2 separate regions of the Mus musculus genome follow, and region 2 is linked to region 1. Evidence: chromatin contacts called from public HiChIP or PLAC-seq data. All regions are on one chromosome and are shown on one strand. Each heading gives the region's core, a stretch centred on a gene start, on an enhancer-like site or on the middle of the called end of the contact. The rest is flanking DNA. Distances are from core to core; before and after follow the strand shown.

Region 1 (2,700 bases), core at 193-2,692:
CCCAAAGCCATCTGGAGCCGAGCAGATAAGGTTTGTTACACTCACATGCTCTGAGCACAATGCTCACACACAAACGCCACACATGTGCAAGCATGTGCATGCACATGACCTGACCCTGTGATTCAGGTGCAGAGAAGAGGCACAAATCAAGTGTATGCTACAGCCAGGTGTCGTAGTTCGTGTCTTTAATCCCGACACTGGAAACAAACACAGGCAGGCTTCTATGATTTGGAAGCTAGCCTGGCCTACATAATGAGTTCTGGGACATTCAAAGCTACAGTCAAAGAGTGAGACCCTGTCTAAACACAACATACAGAGAGAGAGAGAGAGAGAGAGAGAGAGAGAGAGAGAGAGAGAGAGAGAGAGAGAGAGAGAGAGAGAGAGAGAGAGAGAGAGAGAGAGAGAAAACAAAAAAAATAGTCCAAAAAAAAGTTCATTATGGATATAATTCCTCTGAAAAGAGAATAAAAACTGATTTTTGCATGAATCCATTAATCATTTGTTTTTATATTTCTAGCCACCTACTTATTTAGCTAAGCCTGATTCTGTGACTTATGAACACAGTCCCACCTTATATTCCATGGATGCCATGGAGCAGGAAGGAAGAAAAGAAGTAAAATAGAGAAGGAAATCACTTTGCATAGTAAAGAGTGCAGTGGAAATAACAGGACATGCTAAGCTGGGTATGGTGTCCCGTTCCATAACAATTACACTGACTAAGATAGGAGTATTCACTATCAAAGGACAGTAAAGGCTACCTAAAAAGACCCTGTCTTTAACACACACACACACACACACACACACACACACACACACTAAGCAAAATGAAAAACCCAAGAGCATATTGTGATAGTAACTGGGCAGAGTGTCACCCTCACCCACCTAAGCCTCCATGATTGACAGTAAGAGACTCCCCTCCCTGAATTCCGAAGGGAAGTGATCTCCTGGTGTAGGCCTTGCAAGCACCAAGGTCAAGGACAGGGAATGAGCTTAATTAGTGTGTGGGAGGCCTAGAAAGCCACTGCTGCTGGGTGGAGACCAGGAGAAAACAAAAGATGGGGACTTGGGGGGGAAGGGGGTAAAGTGTCTCAGTTTAAACAATCCCTGGCTTCCTGGGGGCGGGGTTGCAGGGGAGACTAAAGGCAGAATTTAAGACTTTTACTTGCAGAGAAATGGAACCACAGGAACCCAACTTAAATTCTCACACAGAGAGTAATCCCCAAATTAACAAAACCGTGTGAACAGTTAATTTCTGGACATCTGAACCAGGTCAAGTTATAAAAAGCGATGGCTCAGAATATAACAATAAGTAAGGATATCCTACACTGCCTTGCTTACTGCCTTGGGAGAATATTCCAATGGTAGTGACAGGGGGGGCTAGTAGGGGGTAGAGCCTTTGCCTGACATGCATGAAGCCCCGGGTCTGGTTCCTAGCAGAGGAAAGAGGAGGGAGGGAGATATTTCAATCCAGGTAACATACAGGGGGTAAACACCCAGACATAACCTAAAGACCGTTTAGGGCTTTTTCATACAAGAAGCCCAGGGAGGCAGGAGATCATGCACTGGAGTGGAAGCTGCTCAGATGGAGCCCTGGGGTGTGGGGGCCAGTATGGTGACATGTGCCTTTATTCCCAGTACTCTAGAGGCAGAGGCATGAGGATCTCTGGGAATTCAAGGCTGGTCTGGTCTACACAGCAAGTTCCAGACCAGTCAGGGCTATGCAGTGAGCACCTGGCTTAGGAGATCAGAGGTTGGGGGATGTAGCTCAGCGGTTTAAGAATTTAACACAGCAGAAAATCAAAGAGTACAGCTGCCAGCTCAGCTTTTCCCTGCCACTTGGGATCAGTCATCTTTCCACATCCTTATCCAAAGTGGAAACTTAAGGCTGAGAGTTGGCTCAGTGGTTCAGAGCACTTGTTGCTCTTGCAAAGGACCCAGGGAGTCCGTTCCCAACATCGACATAGCTGCTAACAACCATCTATGACTCCAGCTCTGGGAGATCTGAGGCTGTCTTCTGACCCTCAGGAATACTGGATATCCATGGTGCACAGACATATGCACGCAGAACAACACACCCATAAAGTGAAAGTAAATACATCTTTTAAAAATGGAAACTTAATATTAAACAGAGTGGAAGATTATCCTGGCACCATCTTCCAACACTGCTCACCCGCTGCCATGTTTTTTTGGTTTTTGCGTTTTGCCTTGCTTGTTTTTTGGAGATAAGATCTCACTATGTAGCTCTGGCTGGCCTTGAACTTGCAGATCACAGAGATCTGCCGCCAGAGTGCTGGGGTTAAAGATGAGTGCCCCCACTCCCAACCTTTTCAACGTGTTCCCGTTTTCTCAAGATATCCATGCAAATGAAATCCATGAGTCTCTGATATTAGTTGGCATCCCAAAAGGACACCTCCCTTGTATTTTTCTGTCCTTGGCTTTCTTTGGGAAAGCTTCTAGTTAACAGACTTTTGAATCCAGCCCCGGCTCTCTGCCTCTCAGCAATGTGGGCTTGAGCACATGAAGTCTGGGTTCCCTCCTGGGTAAATGGAGTAGATTGACCTGACAATGTACAGGTCAGACACTTGGGCCCGCCTGGCTGAGGTCCTCAGATACTCTAGAGTGGCTCTTGTCAATCCATCACATCGTGTTTGCTTCTTCCTTTTCAGGCTATTATGGAAGGCAGTGGTCGGATCAGGGCAG
Region 2 (2,700 bases), core at 195-2,694, 160 kb before region 1:
TTTGGGAGGTGGGTTTCTCCTTCTATTTATGGTTTCCAACAATCTTTCTAGGCGATCAGGTTGCTAGGTACTCATTGACTTTAAATTTAGAAGAAAAGAGATAGTCACCCCATCTCTGTTATGTGCTAAGGTTTCTCACTAATCTATCCTATCTATTTATCTATCAAAGGTTTCAGTTCTGCAACATTAGCCACTTAGATGAGTCTACAGTCAAACCACCCTCAACACGCCTGATCTCCACTGGTCTCAGAAGCTAAATCGGGGTCAGGCCTGCTTGATGTTTAGATGCAACAGCACTTGGGAAGACCTGGTGCTGTAGTGAAAACCATAAAATAAAGAACCGACTTGCGGGGCATGGTGGCACATGCCTTTAACCCCAGCACTTGGGAGGCAGAGGCAGGTGGATTTCTGAGTTCGAGGCCAGCCTGGTCTACAGAGTGAATTCCAGGACAGCCAGGACTACACAGAGAAACCCTGTCTCGAAAAACCAAAAAAAAAAAAAAAAAAAAAAAAAACCAATTAACCCCCCCCCAAAAAAACCAAAAAACCAAATCCCCCCCCCCCAAAAAAAAGAAAAAGAAAAAGAACCAACTTAAATGAATATTGTTAGGCTTAAAAAGTAAGCCTGGCCAGGTGTGGTGGTGAATGCCTTTAATCTCAACACTGAAGAGGCAGAGCAATTGAGGATCTCTGTGGATTTGAGGCCAGCCTGGTCTAGAGAGTGAGTTCTAGGACAGCAGGGCTACACAGAGAGACCTCAATCTTAAGAGAAAAAAAAAAATGAATACAAAGAAACAAAAAGAGTAAGTGATGGTTGCCTATAAGAGTCAGAATGAGGCAGATCAGAAACGACAACTTTTGTTGTTGTTGTTGTTGTTGTTTTTTGTCTTTAGTTTTGGTTTTTGAGACAGGTTTTTGCCACCACGCCCAGCTGCTTTACAACTTTAATTGGCTGCTGGGTGTGCTCTGGATTGAGTGGTGGTGACCTTTGGTAACGAAATGGACTTTTTCTGTACGGGGGCAAGATGGCTTAGCAGTTATGTTTCCTCCGTGTTTCATGGTGTGGTCTCTGCCACCTAGCAGCCAGAATTTTGTGCCATGCCTCCCTCTGAACAACAGCTCAAGTCTGAAGTCTCTAACCAAGTTTCTCAATCTTCAGATTTTCCAACCTCTTTTTTTTTTTTTTTAATCATATCCTTCTAGTGAACATAAGACATTTACACTCTATTATCAGGGGAAAGCAGTGCTAAATGATGCCAAGTGGTGGGTTTCTAAAGAAAGATAAATAACATAGGGTTCCAGGAAAAGACTCTCAGCCCCAAGTCTGAGCTTTCAAATTCTACCCCCCAGAGAGCCAAACAAAGGGTCGCCATCTGTCTCCTTAGTCAGTGCAGTTTGCTTACTCATGGCTCGTGATGTTCCTCTGAGAACAATGAGTCAGCAAACTTGCAGAGCTTTAGCAAGAGTGCAGGAGGAGGCTGCCTGAGAACATCAGATTTAAGTGAGCAATATGGAAAGGAGTCACGTGACGTTATTCACTAGCCATTTGCTCAAGTAGGGGGTTTCCCACTCTAAAAAGTACGTGCACAGATAAAGAGAAAAAGAGAACTAAAATAATTAAGATATTTGAGCTAGAAGATACCTTGGTATCTTCAAATACACACCTTTTTTTTTTTTGAGGAAAATGTACATCTGCCTGTTATTTTCTGATGAAGCCCCGTCTACACCACCAAGCCATTGCTTTCCTGACTTCAGGAGCCTTGCCTGGTCTTGCTTGCTACTTACTAGAATAGCATCGAGCACGCAGCCAGTGAATAGTGAACATAGTATGCTATCAACAGAGAGTAAGTAAACACAGAGTCAACACCATATGAATAACTAACAACTGTGTTCCCCACATGTTAGACAGACAGGCTTTAATCAACCAAGGACATGTTAAATTCTACTGCAAGTATAGAGCTCTGAGAGGAAAGGCTTCCCAGTGGAGACTTCCCTAAAGGAAAGGTTACAGCTCTCTGCAGGGGAAGGTTTCCCCAGTGGGAATGTTAGAGGTCTGAGGGAGAAGGTTTCCCCAGTGGTGGGAGTGTTAGAGGTCTGAGGGAGAAGGTTTCCTGGCAGTTCAGAGCCAAAGAATACCACAAAGTTACACCACAGAACAAGAGACTTGTGGCTGTTCATGTTCGAGTGAGAAGCAGCAGAGAACTGAGCAGGAAACAGGTTTATATAGGGTTTCTTTTTCTTTTTAAGATTTATTTATTATCATACATAAGTACGATGTAGCTGTCTTCAGATGCACAAGAAGAGGGCATTAGATCTCATTACGAGTGGTTGTGAGCCACCACGTGGTTGCTGGGATTTGAACTCAGAACCTTCAGAAGAGCAGTCAGTGTCCTTACCCGCTGAGCCATCTTGCCAGCCCTATATAGGGTTTCTTAGGGGCGGAGCTTTCCAGGATTGAAATTTCCAGGGTGGAAATTGGTAGGATTTCAAGTCCTAAGCTTGGGGCAAGCCCAAGCATTGAGGTTGTTCTGAGCCAGGGATTGGTGGGAGTTTGATCTGAGCTCAGAGATTGAATTGGTGTTTGTTTGTTTGTTTGTTTGTTTGTTTGTTTTATAGCTCAGGCATTGGTGGGTTTTTTTAGCTCTGGGATTGGTGGGTTTGGGGTGGGTTTTCAAACCTGGAAGTGAGCTCAGAGCTTTT

What was found. HiChIP or PLAC-seq counts read pairs in DNA pulled down with a chosen protein or histone mark.
Region 2: a contact with region 1 is called in an H3K27ac HiChIP or PLAC-seq map of embryonic stem cells, with 16 read pairs. The contact joins two enhancer-like sites. A contact is called at or near these places in 1 of 39 promoter capture datasets (hematopoietic stem and progenitor cells), 6 of 484 Hi-C or Micro-C datasets (Th2 cells, bone marrow-derived macrophages, cumulus cells and 2 more), 7 of 115 datasets of contacts at active chromatin or transcription factors (all in embryonic stem cells) and 3 of 9 other capture datasets (adipose tissue, liver and pancreatic islet).

The regions. Positions count from the first base shown.
Region 1 is chr10:88,546,098-88,548,797 of GRCm38.p6, reverse strand. It overlaps Mybpc1 (myosin binding protein C, slow-type), which reads left to right. Exons shown (of 29, transcript NM_175418.5): 16 at 1-30; 17 at 2,667-2,700. Among named protein-coding and RNA genes, the nearest start is that of Chpt1, 43 kb to the right of the region's middle. Within about 2 kb of position 1,442, at least 14 of the 459 cell types and tissues checked have an H3K27ac peak or open chromatin away from gene starts, as enhancers often do. A contact at or near this core is called in embryonic stem cells, where this site is marked.
Region 2 is chr10:88,707,630-88,710,329 of GRCm38.p6, reverse strand. No RefSeq gene overlaps it. Among named protein-coding and RNA genes, the nearest start is that of Gm4925, 22 kb to the left of the region's middle. Within about 2 kb of position 1,444, at least 68 of the 459 cell types and tissues checked have an H3K27ac peak or open chromatin away from gene starts, as enhancers often do. A contact at or near this core is called in embryonic stem cells, where this site is marked.